2 separate regions of the Capra hircus genome follow, and region 1 is linked to region 2. Evidence: chromatin contacts called from public Hi-C data. All regions are on one chromosome and are shown on one strand. Each heading gives the region's core, a stretch centred on a gene start, on an enhancer-like site or on the middle of the called end of the contact. The rest is flanking DNA. Distances are from core to core; before and after follow the strand shown. Region 1 overlaps FARS2 (phenylalanine--tRNA ligase, mitochondrial). Region 2 overlaps LYRM4 (LYR motif-containing protein 4).

Region 1 (5,934 bases), core at 864-3,363, 150 kb before region 2:
GAAGGACACGGCACCCACTCCAGCGTTCTTGCCTGGAGAATCCCAGAGACGGCGGAGCCTGGCGGGCTGCTGTCCATGGGGTCGCAGAGTCGGACACGACTGAAGCAACTCAGCAGCAGCAGCAGCAGCAGGTAAGACGGTACCTGAAGGACCAAATGAAAGACGCATCCCAGCAGAAGCATTAGACCTCAGCGATGAAAGAATCCTCAAGGTCTCCAGGCAAAAAGATCAAACGTCTTAGAAAGGCAAAGCCACCCACCTCGCATCAGACTTCCAAAACAGCATACAAACAAGGAATGGTGAAGCCACATATTCAAACAACTCAATTAAAAAAAAAAATACACGGACCAAGAATTTTACACTCAGCAACGCTGGGCTTTCAGTACCAGATCCATAGTAAGAGCTTTAAACATACGAAAGCCTAGGGAATGTCTTACTAACGAGCTCTTTTTTCTATATGTCACGACAAAATAGAAACAGTGTAACCCAAAAGTGGAAGAAGAGAGAGTGGCAGTGGAATAAACTCACTGGTTTAATGGCCGAAAACTCCATAGAAAAATGGGAGAAATGCATGACCGGATAATTCACCGAAAAAAAAAGAAAACGACCCTTAAACCTGTGAAAAGGGGTTCAGACAGAGAAGCGCAAACTGAGACAACACCGACACTTTGCTCTTCAGCTGCTGCCTGGTGGAGATTAAGAAGCAAGACAACGTTCTTTTGGTGAGGCCTGGGAAAAGATGAACTCTCACGCACTGCGGATGGAAGTGAAAACTCGTGGGACCATCCTGGAGGTAAATTTGGCAGTATCCAGCCCAACTACATTTGTATTCCTCTCCTGACCTAATTCTTCTACTTCTGGCTATTTACCCTGAATACACCTCCAGAATTAATATATGCCTAACAAGGTCTTCACCGTAGCATTATTTAAAATTACAAAGTACTGAAAAACAAAGAAATGTCCACACACAAAAAGAGAGAAGGTAAATAAACTATGGACTATGCATACAGTACTCCAATACTCTGGCCACCTGATGTGAAGAACTGACTCGCTGGAAAAAGACCCTGATGCTGGGAGGGATCAGGGGCAGGAGGAGAAGGGGACGACAGAGCGTGAGATGGTCGGAGGGCATCCCCGACTCAATGCGCACGAGTTTGAGTGAACTCCGGGAGTTGGTGATGGACAGGGAGGCCTGGCGTGTTGCAGTCCATGGGGTCTCAAATAGTCAGACACGACCGAGCGACTGAACTGACTGATCCATACAGTGGAGTACTTAAAAGACATACCATTAATTAAAATATGAGGATGACCACTCTGAAATGATATGTGGTCTATCATCAAATTCCACCCCTACTAGAACTATCAAGCCCCACTATGTAGAAAAAGCAATCTCACTATGGTACTTTTCATGCAAGAAAGAAGAGAAAATAATACAATATACATGAATCTGAGAATTCCCTGGCAGTCCAGTTGTTAGGACTCTGCGCTTTCACAGAGGGTCCAGGTTTGATCCCTGATTGGGGAACTAAGACCCCACAAGCTGCTTGGTGTGGCCAAAGTATATTTAAATAAATATATTCTATGTAAGTGACTATATATAATATCTATATAATGAACCTGTTCATTCGCATAAAACAAAAATAAACACACACCCCTGGAATGACGAAACAGAAATGAGACTGGCTGCCTACTAGAAAGCGGAATGGAGCAGACTGCAGGGTGAAAGGAACCGCGAAAGGCGGAGTGAAGAGGAGGTTGCGGGAAGGGGGCGGAGACAGGAGGGGCCCTTCTTTAAGGAAGATTGTTTATACAGTTCTGACTTTTGGAATCACATTAATATTTTACTGCTTTTAAAAAACTACTATCTACAGTGTCTAGGCAGAACAAAGAAAATACTCATACAATAAAGACTAAAGTTTGGAAAATTCTGAAAGAAGGAAAAGCAGTAATTCATGATACCATCCACATAATACAGCACAGGAGAGGAAAAAAAACCACACATGTCAACAAGTCAGCGCTTTCACGTTCAGAGGAAGTGGAACACTGGTGCTGGAAGGGGCACGAGAGAGCCGCCGAGCCACCCGGCAGCAAGGGGACAGACTCGGGAGCGGCGGAGACCCAGCGAAGCTGAGACCACTCAGCCGAGCGGTCACCACGCAGGGACGAAACCCCTGATTCCAGGGAGCTTGAAGTGGCTGCCTTTCACTCAGCTTTCTGTTTGAGAGACATCCACCGGCCATGAAACTAAATTAGATTCCCATTAACTGCACACGACAGGCTGTGCCATTTGTTTTTCCACTAGGATTTCCTCTATTCCTCTGACATTTTCTTAAGTGTCCTTTCAGAAGCCTCAGTGACCCAGAATACAAATTCCACCCCTACTAGAACTGCTTGCAGAAGCCAGGGCAGGTAGTTCACAAATGAGAAAAGAATAGGTGCCGGAAATTAATTCTAATCAGGTTTAAGAATAAAAATGGATTGCAAAAGCCAATTAAACTTGAAATTTAGAAAGCCAAAGGATTTTTGCAAAACGGCCCAGACTTCAAACATACATTTAAAACACAAATAAAAAGGCAAATGGTCAGAAGAGTAACACACATCTATGCAAAACCCGACGGGCAGCCAAGGATAAACGGGGCTTATAATGCCAGCAGAATTCCAGGCAGTTACTTAAGGCTGCTCCGTGGCTCCCAAGGCAGCCATGTTCCTGTTCAACCATTTAGAATTATGCATTGATCACTGGTTTAATCCATACAGTCCACATTGCATACTAATGAAACATCCCCCCGCCCCCGCCCTGCCCCCTCTGAATTCCTGGGCAGATGTAAGGAGCCTGTAACTGACTTTGCTGCTGCAGCGGTGTGGACCGCTCTTGGCTCAGTTACTGCTCGTTTACTAATTTGCCACCTTACTGCGGGCTTACCTTACTCCTTGAGGGGTTCATTCAATTCTCACAACCCTGTTCTTTCCCCCATTTCTTAGATAAGAAACTTGAGACTTTGAGAAGTTAACCGGCCACTGGTACACAGCAAGTGATGAACCGTGAACGGAAATCAAACTCTGGCCCCTGATCCCTTCTTCTGGGCTCCCCTCTTATTCCCCTGACAGCATACACATGATCGTCAACTTGGCTTGTGGTCAGAGGGCCTCCAGTCAGACGGATGGGATGAAGGAGTGGACGGAAGGCTTGAGCAGAGAGGAGCAGCGGTGGGCACCTTCCATGAAACAGTTGACGGTTTGTCCCAACCAAATCATTATTGTTGCACAAGGGCCAATCGATCCCTCAAAGAAGGAAAATTAAAAGTTTGCTTTTTGAGTATCCTCCAGTGTGCATGAGCTTCAGGGTGCCGGGCTATTTGAGGAGGCCCGCTCTGGAACCGCGCGTGAGCTACAGCGATGCTGCCCCAGTAACAGGGAGGCGCTGGGTGGTGGAGGCCACGTGGAGGTCGAGGGCACCACCGGGCACAGGGAGGCTGGTGAGCCTGTGGCTCCTATCACAACACCAGTGCTTGACACGGGGTATTTCAGCCTGCCCTCCTCATCCAAGGAAGGGAGAGAAGCAAAGGAAAAAGCAGGAGAAACGAGGAAAAGAAATGCTTCGAGAGCTTAGACAAAGCAATAACCCTCATGCAGGTGGGAAAGAGAAAGAGACGCTGCTCAAACCCAGAGGTGGTCAGAAGCCCTCCGGGAGGAAGAGACGTGGGTTAGTCACGCTGCTCATTGCACGAAACTCTGAAGGATGAGGACAGAGCACAGAAGAACCAAAATAACGCCCATGTGGCGGGGGCTCTGAACACACAAGGGCCCTCAAGGAACCCAAGGAGGACGCGCCAGGCACGTGGGATGCCCAAGGGCCCACGCTCACTGCATCTCAGCTGGACCGTGGTGCCGAGGAAACCACCCCACCTCTCCCGCTGCGGTACCTGAGCCCAGGGAACAGGCTGGGGGCTGGCCCCGTGCCACAGAGAGGAAAGAATCAGGCTCTTCAGGCCCACCTTGAATTAAAAACCAAAAAATGAGACGCACAGCCTCTCCTGATGGCTGCAGGTGCCACTAATGCCTCACAGTGACACCGTCCTCACCGCTCTCACCTGGAAACCGCCCCCCACCACCACGGCGCCGGGACCTTTGACCTCTGCCTGGCTCTCTCTGCTCAGTAAGCGTGGTCCATTCTCTTTATACAATGGCCCGCAAAACCAGCAAGACGCCCTCCACCCCGTCTCCTGCTGAGACTGCCCTTCTCTTCGCAGTTAGACTGGCCGCGCTTCCGTAGTTCTCTTCACGGCCTCCTCTCCTTCCTTCTGGTCGTTAAGTATTTCTGCTCTGCAGGCCTCTTTCCAGCTTGTACCCGTCTTGCTCTGCAGACTCTGCCTGAGATGGGCGCAGCCAAGCCACCACCCATGATGGAGCCTGCGTCTGCGTCTCCACCCCCAACACACAGACGCGCCTGCCTGCTGGACACGCGCGCCGGGAGAACTTCCACCCAAGCGTGTCCCAAGTCCACTAGCTCTCTGGACCCCACCCCAAACACCTCTCCTTCTGTGACCCCTGACTCTGGGAATGGTCCCAACGCGGCAGCCCAGGCATCCTTTCCAGCTATTTCCCCTTTTCCTTCACTTCCCCTCATGCAGCCACCAAACCGAGTAACGCCCGCCTTGCCCTTGGAGTCTCCCCTTTCCGATCTGCTGTCCCTGCTGTTTTGGGGGCTTTGAGCCGCCTTGGTTCTTAGATGATTATAAATAATCTCAAGACCAGTCTTGCCCTACCCTTCTCCATTTCCACCAGCTATTTGGCAGATTTTTCTAAACTGCTAAACCGATGACATCCTTTTTTTTTTTTTTTGCATTGGCTGTTTCTTTTTTAAATTTATTTTTAACTGGAGAAAAATTGCTTCATGATATTGTGCTGGTTTCTGCCAGACATCAGGGTGAATCAGCCGTAGGCATCCATGTGTCCCCTCCCTCTTGAGCCTCCCCCCACCTCCCAGCCCATCCCACCCCTCTAGGTTGTCACGGAGCACAGCGTGGGCTCTCCCTCTTGCACGTGGTGTGTATATGTCTCCATGCTGCTCTCTCAATTCGTCCCGGCCTCTCCTTCCCCCAGTGTCCAGGGTCTGTTCTGTGTCTGCGGATGCTATCCCTCGTATGCTTAAAAACTAAAGACTCCTCACTCTTTTTAAACTAATGCTCCAACTCCAAAAAGCTACACAGAAGGCCCTCCACCAACCGCTCACAGCTCTCTGTCCATCTCCCCTCCCCACTGCGCCCCTGGGCCCAGGCCGCTCCAGGACTCATCGCAGCCCGGGTCCTCCAGCCTTCCCATCTACTGCTGGCGCTCCCTGGAGCTCTGCGCCCGCCCCTCCTGGAGAGCGCCAAGCTCCTCTCTAAGATGCTATGGAAGCCTTCGCTGACTACTCAGGGATACAGGTTTCCTTCTGTGCCGTGGCCATGCCTGTCTCCCGGGGCCAGATGGTGTGGACCATCCAATTTACCTGCCTCTCTCACAAAGCTACACGAAGGCCAGGACCTTACAACAATCCTGTTTAGGAGGGGCTTCGCATGGCATCTGATCTATGCCCAGTTTGGCTCAACCCAAACCCGTCACGGACCAGAACAGCTCTGAGCCCCAGGCACAGGCCATTCATCTGGAGAGGGACAGATAAAGCCGGGATTCTGATGAATACAGTCTCCTCTACCTGGCAGCCCCGCTGCTTATTAATTCTTGGCTCACGGATGGAAGAATATGTAAGAATCACTTCTAAAAATAAGCACGTTCACGTCTTGCCATAGGGACTCCCAAGCCTTCCTGTCCCCTGAATGCAGCAGAAAAAATTCAATTATGCTATTCAAATCCAACTTAAGCATCTCAGCAAATATTAAGTATTCAAATCACTGTGGAGGGAGGATTGGGATGTCTTAGTGAGAGAAACAGACA
Region 2 (5,612 bases), core at 431-2,930:
CTTTTTCCTCACGGGTGAATGAGGGTGGTGGTGCCTGTCTCAAGGGGAGGACCTGAGCTGCAGGAAAACACACAGGCCTGGTCTTGGTTCCCCGCAAGGTCGAGTCCCCGCACGGATGGGCTTGAGAAGGGCCCTCAGCACTCCGCGCAGTCGCGCTCCTCCTCAACAGTGGCGGGGCCCTCGGGCTGGCGGCAGACAGGCGGCGGCCCTCCGCCGGCGCGAGCCCCGAACCCTCTGCAGGAGGCCGGCGTGGGCGCGGGGGGCGAGGCGCGTGGGCGCGGGGGGCGAGGCGCGTGGGCACGCAGGCGCACCGAGAACGTGCGCCGACACGGGAAGGGTCGGCACGTGGCGCCGTCTGCCGAGGGCCGAGGCGGTTGTGTGCGGGCGTTGACGGGGGCGGCGTCGTGTCCGGGTCGGAGGCCTGGTCCACACAGGGCAGGGGGTGGTGGTGGCAGGAATGGGAGGAGCCGGGAGAGCCGGAGGGCATTCAAGGAGCCAGCACGCGGCTCGGGGGCCCAGGAGGGACTCGCAGCCTCGGTGACGAAGCCCTGGCCGCGGCCGCGCGCCGGGCTGGTGCCAACTGCGCGCCTCCCGAGATCTGATGCTGTTTCCCACCAGCGTGCACCAAGAGGGGTGAGAGGAGGAGTGTTCGTGCGTTTCTCCTCCTTGGCAGCCCCCTCGCCTGTGCCCCCCGCCCCATGGTGACGAGGGTCGTACCGCTCTCCTGAGCCTGTTCCTCTGGGGGCAGGAGGGCCCGTCTGCGGCAGAGGAGCCCTGCCCGAGCCCTCGCCGCAGTCACAGCGCAGAGCCCAGGACAGACTGGCCGCGGGCGGCTGAGCTCCCCTCCTAATCTCTACGAGCTTCCTTCTCCTCTCCTGGAAAAAGAGAATCATCTTGTCTCCGCTTATCACGAGTGGATGTCCTTTCCTCTTCAAATAGAGACAAAGGCTGGTGGGGGGTGCGGCTTGAGGCTGGGCAGGAAGGGCCTGCCTCACAGGGCAGCTGCCGTGCTGGGCTGGCGACCACCGCGGCCCAGACAGCCCCACCTGGGCTCGACCCGGCAGGTGGCACTGCCCGCCGCCCACCTCACGAGGGCCACTTCCTCCCCTGGGCCTCCCCACCAGGCTGCTGATGCCTGGGCTGGGGCAGGGGGTCTCTGGGAAGGACAGGGGGGAAATCTGATTCCCTGTGTGAGAATTTCTTCCTTCTTGTAAACCTGACACATTTCTTACATACAAGCTGCTCTGTCCTCCTTGCCCGAGGCGGGCCAAGACCGCTGTCTCCTCCCCACACGTCGGTTCATGCGCCTAAACGGACACCAAGGGATGGGGGAGGCAGGGGACCCAGTGGAGGGCAGGGGGCCTGGACGGGGAGCCCCCAGCACACACATGGTCAGCCACTCCGGTGAGGCTGTCACACCAGACCTCTGCCCCCCGGCCCAAGCGTTTCTTCTTGTGGGACTGGAATGGTTCTTCTGGAGAAAGCAATCTGCTGTCAGGGGCTTGGGAATTCGGATTCAGAAGCTTGGAATTGGAGCTCAGCTGCCGGTGGAAAATACACTGTGAATGTTTTATTCAGCAATGCATATATAAGGTTGAGCAGAATGCAAACACATAAATCACTTAAACAATAGCCGTTAAAAGCTGCCTCCCAGCCTTTCAGAACGGCTGCCTGAGCACTCGCGAAGTCCTCTGTTGCCATCTGCTGCCGAAACGTGTTATTACACTGCCGGGTCTCACTGCTTCTCCTGGGCCTCCGTATTCACACCCTCAGGCACGGGGTTTCCTGGGGTGACACGTGTTTGAGGGTTGCAGGAGGGACTGCAGCACCTTTAGAACTCTGTGGGGACAGAGCAGAGACGACAGAGCCCGTGTCTTCGCTTGGCTTTGCACCGGGCCGAGGCCTCAGTGCTCAGGAGTCCCTGGAAGCACGGTGTCCTGTGACCGCTGCGGTCTGTCTCACCACCCATCACGCTCACCAGCATATTACCACCAAGAAACAGTGTCAGTGTCTCAGCAGTAACAGCCGCCCACAAGTCAGCACCGACTCCCGTGACCCCGGGCGGAGGCCCTTCGCTCCGCAGGAGTCGCTTCCCCCTCTAAGTCAGAGGTGAAGGTTACCGGGTCGGTGTTGGACCGCAGTCCAGGATGGCCCCTGCGTCCTGAGTGACACGCAGCAGCCAGCACCACGCAGGAGAGCTGCAGCACGGCCCTGGGGTCTCGGAGCGCTTGACGGTCTCATGTGCTGCCTCAGCCTCCCCGCGGGCCTTCTGGACCTGCAGGGGCACCGGCGAGGTCTCCCGTGCCCTGAGACAGTACACGGGGCGTCTCAGCTCCTCGAAGCCTCCCGGAGCTCTGGATGGAGACCCTGCCCAGAGACAGTATACAGGGCGTCTCAGCTCCTCGAAGTCTCACGGAGCGCTGGATGGGGAAGGCCGCCGGGGCAGCCACGCGGTGATCCAGGCTGGGGCAGGGATACTGGCAGCTGCGCAGTGATCCAGGCTCGGGCAGGGATACGGGCAGCTGTGCGGTGATTAGGTCTTGGGTAGGGATACAGCAGCTGTTGGGGCGCGGGATGCACGGCCGTGAGGCGGGAAGGCGCAGGGCCGCGACCGCGTACTCTTTCCAGGCTGAGTCGCTGCGGCGTCCCTGGCTCTTGACGTCGGGCGTGACTGTGAGCCCCGAAAGATGCTGTCGGTTAACATTATCTCTTTGAAGAACGGTGAGGTCATGGAGGGAAAGCCATGTTTCATATGGGCGGGGGGGGGGTTCCCTTTAACCGTTAACCTGCGGAAGGGAGAGTGGCGCGTTGGGTAGAACAGATGTGAGACTCTTCCTTTTAATAGAAAATGTGGAGCCGCGTGGACCCTGGGTCGCAGCCCCCTATCCCCCGTCTCTCCGGTTCCTGCAAAGGGCCTGGGCCCTGGACAGTCTTGTTTTCAGTCCCACAAATGTGGAAAATGGTCAGTTACTTTATATAAAGTATAGATTTTTCAGATATGAAAACTCTAGATGCAAAAACTGGGACGTTCGAAATAAAACTCCGGTAAGATACACATTACAAAGCTTACCATCTAAACTGTTTTTAAGTACACCATGTTAGATTTTTACAGGCTCTTATTGGCTGAACAAGAACCTAAGAAGCAAGGAAGCACCAGGCCTCACGTGCCCACAGGTACAAAGCCAGTTGACACACCAGGGGCTGTTCCGGAGCCAAGTCCACGGTCCTCGGAGGGCCTCAGCCACCAGCTCTGAATACCCGGAACAGCCTGGAGCCTTGCTGCCCTGGGGTGCTGAGCTCAGGAAACTTCAGGCAGGTGTCCTGCAAGACTGAAGCTTGTGTGGTTTGGATGTACATGTCATATGCATATAAATGCCCCTCCCCCCACAAATGTTTAAAATTTTGTCAAATTTTAAACTTTATTTTTTTTAATGTGTAATATTAAACATCGTTACATCAAAAGTATGAAAAAACCGTTAAAGAGGTACAGTTTTAAAATCAAACGTTCACTTTTACATAACACTCCTCAGCCGCCAGCTCTGGCTGTGGTTTCTGTAAATACAGCGTGACCTGTGCTGTGAATTGAACTTGGTTTCTGTAGCCTTACTTGGAAGTGTCTCGTTGATCCAAGCTGTAGCCGTGATGCGGTAGCCCTGTTTATAGAGTCGTGCTGATGGGGTGGGTTGGACTTTGCTTCTCCCCAGACCTCGCGCTGGGGCCAGGAGCCCGGATGAGTCAGAGCTCTCAGCTCGGCAGCTGCACCATAGAGAGTGGCCTCCCGCCAGCTCCCGCCACCCCAGACCTCTGTCCTCTCACCCTACAGTAGCAGAGACTTTCACACCTGTTGCCCAGGAGTGTTCACAAGGCGGGAGGTCCAGTTCTGGGTATTAAGTGCCCAGTGTACGTGCCTGGAGCTTAGTAGGCATTCGATGCATGTTAATACTACTCTTCTTTGGGGGTTAAATTCTCAGGCGTTATCTCTAGCAACCACGGAATTTGAAAAAGTTAAGATGGATGATGGCGATGGCTACACAAAAATGTGAACGTGTTTAATGCCGCAGAACTTCACGTTTAAAAACGGCTCAAATGGCATATTTATTCTGTGCATATTTTACCACTGTAAAAAAAAAAAGAAAGTCTTGGGTTTGTTTCAAATTCTAGAGCCGGGAAGCTTTTTTGAATGGAGTCAGCAGGAAAACTTAAAAGAAAGTCCTTGTCTTTGACGAGCGGACCCCCCCTGGGGAGGTGATTGCGATGCCTGGAAAGCACGCGTGGCTGACGGGCGCGCAGCTCGCAGTCCCGGGAGGCAGTTAGCTCGGAGAGGGCAGTGAGGAGCAGAGAAGCGGGTCCTTGAACAGGCCGACATCTGCTTCCGTCTGCAGCCAGTGTTGGTTGGCAGTGGCTGTGATTTTTTTGTTCCTTGTGTCCCTTCTAGCCTTACTACGGTTTGATTTGCAAATAAAAGTTGTGTATATTTAAGTGTATGGCATGATGTTTTCATACCCACATGCACTCTGAGATGATTTTCACAGCCGACCTGATAAAATCCCACCCGCAAACAGTCCCCTTCTGTGTGTGTGGTGAGAACACCGCAATTTGCTCTTAGCAGATTGCAGGTGTGCAGAGCATCCTCATGAACTGAAGTCGCCATTAGATGGCCACCCTTAGGTCTCCACACCGGCCCAATCTTATCAGTTGGAGTCTGTGCCTTTTGATCAGTATCCATGTCCCCTCCCAAACTGGTAAACGCCGCTCATCCTAGCACGCTCTGAGTTTGGCTTCTTTCTTTTTATCTCCACACACACGTGAGATCCTCAGTGTTGGCTTTCGTGTCTGGCCCAGCCCAGTGTCCTGCGGGTCCACTCACGTTTTCACAGATGGAGGGATTTTCTTCTTTTTATGGATGAGCAATATTGCTTTGTAGGTACGTGCATGCGCACACACACAGTATTCTCTTTTGCCCGTTCGTCTTTCAGCAGACACTGGTTGCTTCTATATCCTGGCACTGACTGTGGGCGTGCAGCAATCTTTCAAGGGACTGGTCTCTTCCCTTGGGCATAAACCCAGAAATGGGAATGCTGGATCAGATAGAAGTTCTAGTTTTTTTGGAACCTCCTTCTGATGTTCGTGAGTATGAAACCTATACCAATTTATTAATCACTTTGTCTTATGGGACAATAGGAACAAACATATGCAGTAGAGAGAACAGCATAATGAGCCCCAAGTGCCCATCGCCCTCACCCGCCTCTCGGAAGTACGTGTTCATGGCCAGTGGCATTCTGTGCATGTGCCCACCTGTGTTATTTGAGAAAATGTATGTTTTATGTGAAACTATTTTAGGACACACTTGGAAATATAGATTATTTTGTGAAACATAACTACAATACCATTATTATAATGAACATACTAACAATAATTTCCGGAGAAGGCAATGGCACCCCACTCCAGCACTCTTGCCTGGAAAATCCCATGGACGGAGGAGCCTGGTGGGCTGCAGTCCATGGGGTTGCTAAGAGTCGGACACAACTGAGCGACTTCCCTTTCACTTTTCACTTTCATGCGTTGGAGAAGGAAATGGCAACCCACTCCAGTGTTCTTGCCTGGAGAATCCC

Evidence for each region. Hi-C and Micro-C count contacts between places; a contact is called where the count stands out from the background.
Region 1: a contact with region 2 is called in a Hi-C map of blood, with 5 times the contacts expected there. The contact joins two enhancer-like sites. A contact is called at or near these places in 2 of 5 Hi-C or Micro-C datasets (blood and liver).

What each region holds. Positions count from the first base shown.
Region 1 is chr23:16,279,275-16,285,208 of ARS1.2, reverse strand. All of the region lies in intron 3 of FARS2 (phenylalanine--tRNA ligase, mitochondrial), which reads right to left. Among named protein-coding and RNA genes, the nearest start is that of FARS2, 72 kb to the right of the region's middle. Within about 2 kb of position 2,113, at least 1 of the 5 cell types and tissues checked has an H3K27ac peak or open chromatin away from gene starts, as enhancers often do.
Region 2 is chr23:16,129,984-16,135,595 of ARS1.2, reverse strand. All of the region lies in intron 2 of LYRM4 (LYR motif-containing protein 4), which reads left to right. Among named protein-coding and RNA genes, the nearest start is that of PPP1R3G, 25 kb to the right of the region's middle. Within about 2 kb of position 1,680, at least 2 of the 5 cell types and tissues checked have an H3K27ac peak or open chromatin away from gene starts, as enhancers often do.